Regions from separate parts of the Mus musculus genome. Here region 1 is linked to region 2. A link is a contact called in public HiCAR-type data. All regions are on one chromosome and are shown on one strand. Each heading gives the region's core, a stretch centred on a gene start, on an enhancer-like site or on the middle of the called end of the contact. The rest is flanking DNA. Distances are from core to core; before and after follow the strand shown. Region 1 holds the start of Oxr1 (oxidation resistance 1). Region 2 holds the start of Zfpm2 (zinc finger protein, multitype 2).

What was found. HiCAR-type assays count read pairs that join an accessible place to other places.
Region 1: a HiCAR-type map of astrocytes shows a contact between it and region 2, with 2.3 times the contacts expected there. The contact joins the promoter of Oxr1 here to the promoter of Zfpm2 in region 2. A contact is called at or near these places in 1 of 39 promoter capture datasets (liver) and 1 of 115 datasets of contacts at active chromatin or transcription factors (astrocytes).

The regions. Positions count from the first base shown.
Region 1 is chr15:41,445,331-41,449,079 of GRCm38.p6, forward strand. Oxr1 (oxidation resistance 1) reads left to right here and starts at 2,152. Exons shown (of 17, transcript NM_001130166.1): 1 at 2,152-2,259.
Region 2 is chr15:40,652,620-40,656,533 of GRCm38.p6, forward strand. Zfpm2 (zinc finger protein, multitype 2) reads left to right here and starts at 2,423. Exons shown (of 8, transcript NM_011766.5): 1 at 2,423-2,964. The coding sequence starts at 2,925.

The sequences.
Region 1 (3,749 bases), core at 902-3,401, 790 kb after region 2:
TGAGTTGCTTTCACTTGGCATTCAAAGTCTTGAACGCAGTACATTTTGAACCATAGGTTTTATGTAGGAACCGAAACAGACTTTAAAGTGAAGGCATGTCCCCCTACAGAGAGTGTGTGTGCAGTGTCAAAGAAATGTCAAGATCACACCACCTCAAGTGTGACTGGCAGGAAGTAATAGTGTGATGGCACCCGTGTGCACAGCATTCATCTCTCATCCCATGTTACTTAGGACAGGAAAGGATAGATAAGCTTAAGAGATAGCTTCAGAGGAAAGAAAGTTAAACATAAAACTAGACTGTGATTGCAAATTGAAGGATCTGATTTAGGAGTATGTCTTGAGCAGAGACATACACTGTTATAGCGCTGTTAAAAAGTACAACCGTGTGCCTTCTGTTGGCAAGCCAAGCTTTCCTAAGTCTCAATAATGGCAAGTGAATGCATTTTTATTGAGCATGTACTGTGAGCTCTTGGTGAAGCTCAGTTCTAGTCCATGCATAACCTCAAAAGACATAAATGAACTGGGATAAAATAGTCACTTTCAAGAGAACGCAAAATCTAGGCTCTGGATTTCCTTCTTACAAGTAGAGAAAACAAGATTACCAAATTCATTAGCTGCACTGAAAACTGCGCCTAGTTTCCTGATTTCTTACTCTAACTACAGCTATGGATTTCAGGAAATAATAGGTTATATTTAAACTTGGGTAATTTCTCATCCGGCAGATTTTGGGTTCAATTAGGTATTATTTCAGGCAACAGTTGTCTCCAGGCTTCAACGTCCTCTTCTGTCAAATAAAAGCAATGAATTCTTAACTGATGAATCTAATTTGGTGACTTCCAGAGAAAAAGCTAAAACTATAACTTGACCCAGGAAATATGTGAACATCTCATTCTTATAATTGAAATCTTTATTGATTTTTTCAGGGTAAAAAATAATGGGTTTCATTACGAAATGCATGTACATCACTATGCTTTTCTCAAATTCATTTCTTTTCCTTTTCAGTATAAATATTTCCTCCTCCCCTTTCCTCTTGGCTTTCGTTTTACAGACTGATGGACGTTTCACTTTCAAAGGAGAGAAGAGATAACACTAGTTGTCAGCAATTGAGGTGGGGTATCCTGGAGATTAATAGTGAGAACCCACTCACTACCAGGTTTTGAGAGGCCTTTGGGCTGATTTGCTGGTCGGATTGATGCAGTCTCATCTTGGCAAAGGGACCGACTTCCTTCAAGAAAGGGCCGAGGTCCAGTCTACCTAGTTGTACTTTGGCCCCTACCCCTACTCCTCTCTCATAATTTCCCAGGCAGAGTTGGAAAGGTGGGAGCGGTGGAAGTAGAAGGCAGCAGGCAGGGAAAGTAAATTACAGTTCAGGCAACAGGAACAGTGCCTCCAAGGTCAGGCTGAGTGTCAACTAATTATGTAAAATCCTGCGGAAATAGAAGTCGGGGAGAAGCCCAGCCTACTCTTGTATTTAAGGAGATCTTTCCAGAGCCCCTTTCAACCCACAGCCCCATACCTTCACCCTTTGGCCAGATCTTTGTATTTTGCCCGCCTTCCTTGATTTCTCGTTCCAATTCCACCAGAATAACCCTGAAAACTTTTTTCTTCCTCTTGGTAAGTCAGTAGCAGAGGAGCTTTCCCATAATTTCAGACCAGTATCTTCTCGATGTCTCTGTCTAAGGCCCTGAGGCTAGGGCTGCTGGGCAGCTCTGGGGACCGGGGACGGGAAGGGGTGCCATACCCCGCAGCCTGGAGTTGGGACTCTGCTCTGGCTACCCTGGCAGGTGTCTGTTCTTGGGGCACGGTTTCCCAGGGCAGGGGTCCAGGAGGACGCCAGCTCCCGGAGCCCGAGAGTTCGCTGCGGGGACGCGCGGAAAGGGGGTGCGCTGGCAGCCGGTAGCTTCCTTCCGCAGGAGCTATTTTTAGCAGGGCTTCGCCCCCCCTTTTCCCGGAGCCGCCGGCGTGGTCGCCTCCAGCTCGTGGCCGTCGCTCTGCAGCTCGGCGCCGCCTCCCCCGCCGCGGATGGCTCTTGGTAGCTTCCACGCGGGCAGGTCCGGAAACTGAGCAAGTCTGCAAGCGCTCCGCGGCCCCGGCGGCGGCGACGGCGGTGGGGGCAGAGCTGGGCTGCGTCAGGCTGAGCGCAGTCCGCGCGCGGCCGCGGGAGCGCAGTGCCAGCGCCGCCCGGCCCCACCGAGAGGGGCGCACTCGCCGCTACGGGGCTCGCACCGCTCGCCGCAGCCCCCTCCCGCCGACCCGCAAGTAAGTTTGTGCGGCTGCTGGGCGCCGCCGGGGCGAGGGCTAGGCGCTGGGGGAGCTGGGGATGGCGAGCGGGAAGAGCGCCTGGACACCCGGAGAGCGGGCAGCCTTCTGCCTCCGGAGTCCCGCGCTTCTCCCAACCGCTGGGCAGGTAGAGAGCTCCTGCTTACAAGGATGCTCTAGCAAAAGCTATAATGAGCAGACCCCGGAGGGTAGGACTGGCTCAGGGTTCAGGTGTGGGTCACTCTGGAAGGAAGAAGGACCGCGGATGAGGGAGCGGACCCGGCAGGCCAGGAGCCGGCTAGTGCCCGATGGGGAAGGGAAGGTTTGGAGAGCAGGGACCTGCCTGGGAACAGCCAAAAAGGGAAAGTGGTGTCCCTAGGACTGACAGAGGGTCAGAGAGCAAAATAGAAGGGCGGTGTGTCCTGAACCAGGATGACAGAAGGGGAGATAGATGGAAAGTGGGGCGTGTGAAAAGCGGATTTGTAGGAGAGTAAAGGACGCCAGTGGAAGGGTCAGTGGGCGCCTGATGGGCGGGTGAACTTGGTTAATTCGGGGAATCAGAACAAGCTTAGGTAGATATGATGGAAAGAGGCAGATTTAATTCAAGCCTCCGGAGGGAGTGTGTGAGGCAACACGTTGTGAGAACCAGCGGGTTTAGAAAGTGGCCTGGAAGGGAGGGCTGGAAAGGTGATGAGGGATATGGGGGAATGTGAGCAGGGAGTGGGGTAGATTCATGCCTAGGATAGGGAGGAAGGGGAGTTGCAAACCTGTGCATAGGGTTGGAGGCTTCCGTGAGTCAAGTCCCATGGTAGAGGTTTAGAGGTACTTCTCTGAGGTTCCTCTTCCATCTCCTATCTGGTTTGGAGGCTCCTAGGATCCTGGACAGAGATGAAGCAGGGAGGAAGGTAGTCACTTAAGGGGAGCCACCAGTGCTTTCGCTTACCGGATTGTGTATCCGGGTTCCTTTTAAGCAATGTGGGGCTGGGTTTGTGCGTTACACAGAGGGGGAGTGGTGTGTGTTCTAGGCCAAGGGGATCCCTAGTCTCCTATGGGGAGGGGGAATTTGTGTTTTGGGCTGGTTAGTAAGGTAGAAGTCTGCAGCGTGCAACACGCAGCAGGGGGTGTACATGCATGCGCTTTGCAGGTGCGTGGTGCAGGCCAGGGGTCCTCCGAGCTGTGCAGTCTGTCTCCACGACTGGGAGATCAGGACTCTGGACGTGGTCCAGGACAGGATTAAGGGAAACGTGCTTCCGCTTCCAGTATGTCTTCTGCCTCCTTTTGCTGGTTACATTCTTTCTGGCCCAGTGATGGGTTTCCATAGCCTCCCTCTGGTTACCTTTTATTTGAAACCTGATGCTGTTTGTCTCCCCTGATTTCTGTGCTTAGAGGATGCATCTCAGGCAGGGTTGTTCCCATCTTTCTACTCAGGGAAGGAATCTGAGAAGTCCCTGATGTCACAGGGGCTCTGGAATCATGGGGCCTTCTCAAAG
Region 2 (3,914 bases), core at 1,173-3,672:
TTTCAATATCACAGACACATTTGTTGCTGTGGTTTTGCAATATCGTTTCCTGATGCTTTGCTCAACTGTGGTTTTCATAATCATTGTTTGGTAGCCATGTAACTGGTTTGGAGCTGCTAGATCCATTTGGACAGAGATAATTGCTTATAGGGTTTGCTGTCTTTTCATTTTATAATCATGGTGAGTTAAACTAGAGAAAATAAAAATTGAACCTTAAATGTAATTCATAGTCTCATTTAAAAATGATGAGAAATAGATGTAGGAGTGTTCAGTTTATTTCATTCATACAAACTGGAATTGATAAACATTTATGCATTTAGATAAAGTAGTATACTATTTGTAACAATGTACTCTGGTTATTTTATCAACCTTTCCTTAAATATTCTGACTTTTATTTCTTTCAGCTTTTAAACTGAATATTGAGGTCTGATTTATTGGTATCTCTTTTGCTTTGCATATTTAACCATTTCAGATGCCAAAAGAAACACTAAGTGCTGTATTATTTTAATTCCAGGGGACATTCCTTTTGGGTGATGTAAGTCAGCCAATTCTATGAAAGATCTATGAAAACAGTAACGTACAATAAATCCAATTCTAAGATTCTGTGCATGCCAATTCAACTATAATGATTTGAGAATGAGGGGGCTAAAAAGCTCCAGTCTCTGTTTTTTAACCCCCCCACACACACACACACACAAATACAAATAACCTTGCTTTTCATGGTACTTAGGATCATAATTTGTTGGCCCTTGCAGGCAGGGACTTGGTCATTAACTGCCTTTTCCGTATCAAGGACCATGTACTGTACTGTCATAACCTCATATGGTCATATAGCTAATGTGATGTAATAAGACAAGTGGCCTTCAGCCTTGTGCTAAGATTTGCTCAGCCATACCTTTCATGAGGTAACTCTTTACACCTTTAAAAAGATGTTCTGATGGAGTAATCATCAACACTGAGTAGAGTGCCTTTTGTACATGGAGCCTCCTGCCATCCTTCACTGTGCTCAATCAGCCCAGGCTCTGTGCTGATCCCAGACCCTCTTAGAGCATCATCTGGTGATGCTCACACGGATGCTAGTCAACCAAAGAAAGAGGACACAATTTCAGGTCAGAGTGGACAAGTTCATAGCCTCCTTGGGGAAACTGGCAGTATCTAGGGAATCCATGGCAACTTCACAGGAGTTTATTAGTAAATAATGATACATAAAGTAGCTGATTCCACACAACCCCATCCCTTCAGCACACCGGAAAGAATTGCATTTTGTACTCACCCTATGCAAAACTGTGGGAACCTAAGCTAACCTTGCTCACCTTAATTTTACAAAAACAATCCTATGCAATCCCCTCAAAATAATGTTCTCTTGTGCCTTACCATTTCTCAAACCGTAAGCATACATTGAATAAATAAGAAAGACACAGAACTCAATAAACCAAAGAACCAGGAAATAGTTGTTGGGTCTTACCTGATTGAAAAATTAGGACAAGATCAAATCTTTTATTAGCTCCACGGTGCTTCCCTGTGGCAGAACTAGGAGAATGGAAGGTCATGGGGGCAGGGTGGAGCTGCAGAACTTCCACAGACTTCATAAAAAGTTAGTATTTCCTATTAGAGATGATAGTTCCCTTCCTACCTACAACGAATAATCTAGCTAACCTTCGTCCTTTTGGATGTGAGAAAAATATCTGCCTGACTTCCGATTCCGGGATTTTACTATTTCAAATGGAAACTCAAGCAAGATGCAGAAAAGCACTTTGAGCGCAGCTCATCACCCGACTCTTGTGGGCCTAGTGGGGGATGGTCCGGGTCCGCAGCAGTCTCCTGGGAACTCTGACAGCGATGAAATGGTCTCCTGAGAGCCCAGGCAGATGAGAGGACTTAACGGGCCCCAAGACACACAGTTGGCATTTGTGATCAGCTGGCTTTCGCTGGGGACTTTGCCAGTGGCCTAACCTTCCTGCCAAGAAACTGTGAGGGCGGAGGGCAGGGGCTCCAGGAGGGGAGCAGTAACTGGAAGCACAAAGTTTATGGAAGGAGACTGAGATTTCTTTGTGCCCTGCTAGATGGGCGAGGCATTAGGGAGGAGAGTTAGAGGGTCCATTGGAAGAGGCTGTTGGAAGAAGTTGCTGGAAGGGGAGCGGGGGAAGGGTGGCCTGGCAGCTGCCCAGCATTGACGCGGTGACAAATGCAGAAGGTGGCCCCCTCCAAACCTCACGTCTCCCCCCACCCCATCAACCCCTTCAACTCCCACCCACGCCGCGATCCCCTTGCACTCCACGCGACCGAGGCCGGGCTGTGAGTTTGCATCCGGACTGGCTTTGGATGCAGCCAATCCTCCTTTCGCTGATGGCATAGTCTCCCCTCCCCACAGCCCGGGCGCGCCCCTCCCTCGCGCGCCTCGCCACCTCCCGCAGCAGTGCGAGCGCGGCGCGGCCCGGAGCGGCAGCGGCGGCGCCTGAGTCTCTGCCCGGCAGCCGGGGACACGGAGAGCGAGCGCGCGCCTCCTCCCGCACCCTCCGCCCCTCGCAGCCCGGGTCCCCCTGCGCTCTCTCCTCCCCTCCCTCCTTCTCTTCCTTCTCTTACCCCTCCACCCCCTTCTTCCCCTTTTCTCTCTGCCTGGCCGATCGCTCCTAGATTCCCATCCTCCCCCCCACAGCCCCATCGCTCTATCCGTCGCCCCCTCCCCTCTTCCCTGTCACACTCTCTCTGCCCCTTGCTCGGCCTCTCATTTGCTTGCTCATCTCCAAACGTGGATCCGCCGCTCCCGGAGGAGCCTAGCTCCGGGATCCCGAGCGCACGGAGCACCTGGAGTCCGACCGGCGGCGGCCCGAGCCTGCCCAGAGGCAGAGGCGGCGACAACCCAGGGAACCGTAGCGGGAACCGCAGACACCGCAGGAACCCCAGCGGCAGCGGCCGCGGCCGAAATGTCCCGGCGAAAGCAGAGTAAACCCCGGCAGATCAAACGTAAGTTTGCGCGCGGGACTGGGAGTTGGTGGGATCGGTTCCTGGGAGAGGGGCGCACGCGGAGGGAAAGATGGGAGACACTCGGGGAGATCCGCTCCTAGTCCTCGAGATTTGTCAAACTTTGCAAGCTATCAGGGAAAACCAGACGGCCGCAGACAGATGCACAGCCAGTTGGAGCGCCGGGCAGCCGCAGCCCAGTGTTTCTCCAACCTTCGCGCTCCCGGGTTCTCGGTTATTTCAACTCTGGTTTGCTGCAATCGTCGCCCTTTTTATGCTGAAATCTAACAGGACAATCCGCTCCCGCAGAGCTTAGTATGATTGTTGTCCTTGTTGTTGTCCTGGCGGTTGGCCTACCACTCTTGGGAGCATGTCTTGGTAACCCGGGATGAAGTTCTCAGAGCTGGTGGAGGCCACCGGGCTAGGGAGGTAACTTCCCCAGTGCGGTGGAAAATCAGTGTCTGGGGACCCAGTCCTGGGCGGTACCAAACGCTTTGCCAAACCCGAAGTGAAACAAAAAGTAGGTGTAAAAGTTCGCGCCTCTGTTGGAGACAGCCGCGCACCCCCTCCCTGCCTGCCGCGCACCCCCTCCCTGCCTGCCGCGGTATTGGGCTGCACCCGGGGACTTCGGGTGGGTCCCACTCACGGCGCCTGGACACTGTGTAGGGCGGGCTTCAGTTTGCCACTGGTCAAGGAGCGGAGTCCCCACTGGGAGGGGCCTCCTTTGCTTCTGGGCTCACAGGATTTGAGTTCAAGGTAGCCCATACTCTGGTGCTGTTCCTAGTTCCTGACCCCTACCCCTGGGTCCCTGGGTGCGGGTCCCTGCGGTGCCAGAGACACCTGCCTGCCAGAAATCCACAATCTCACTAAATTCTTCTAGGCCAACTTTTTTCACCTTAGGAAAATTATTCCTGTGTGTTCGATAGGCCTGCAATATATCTTCAATCCTTTAA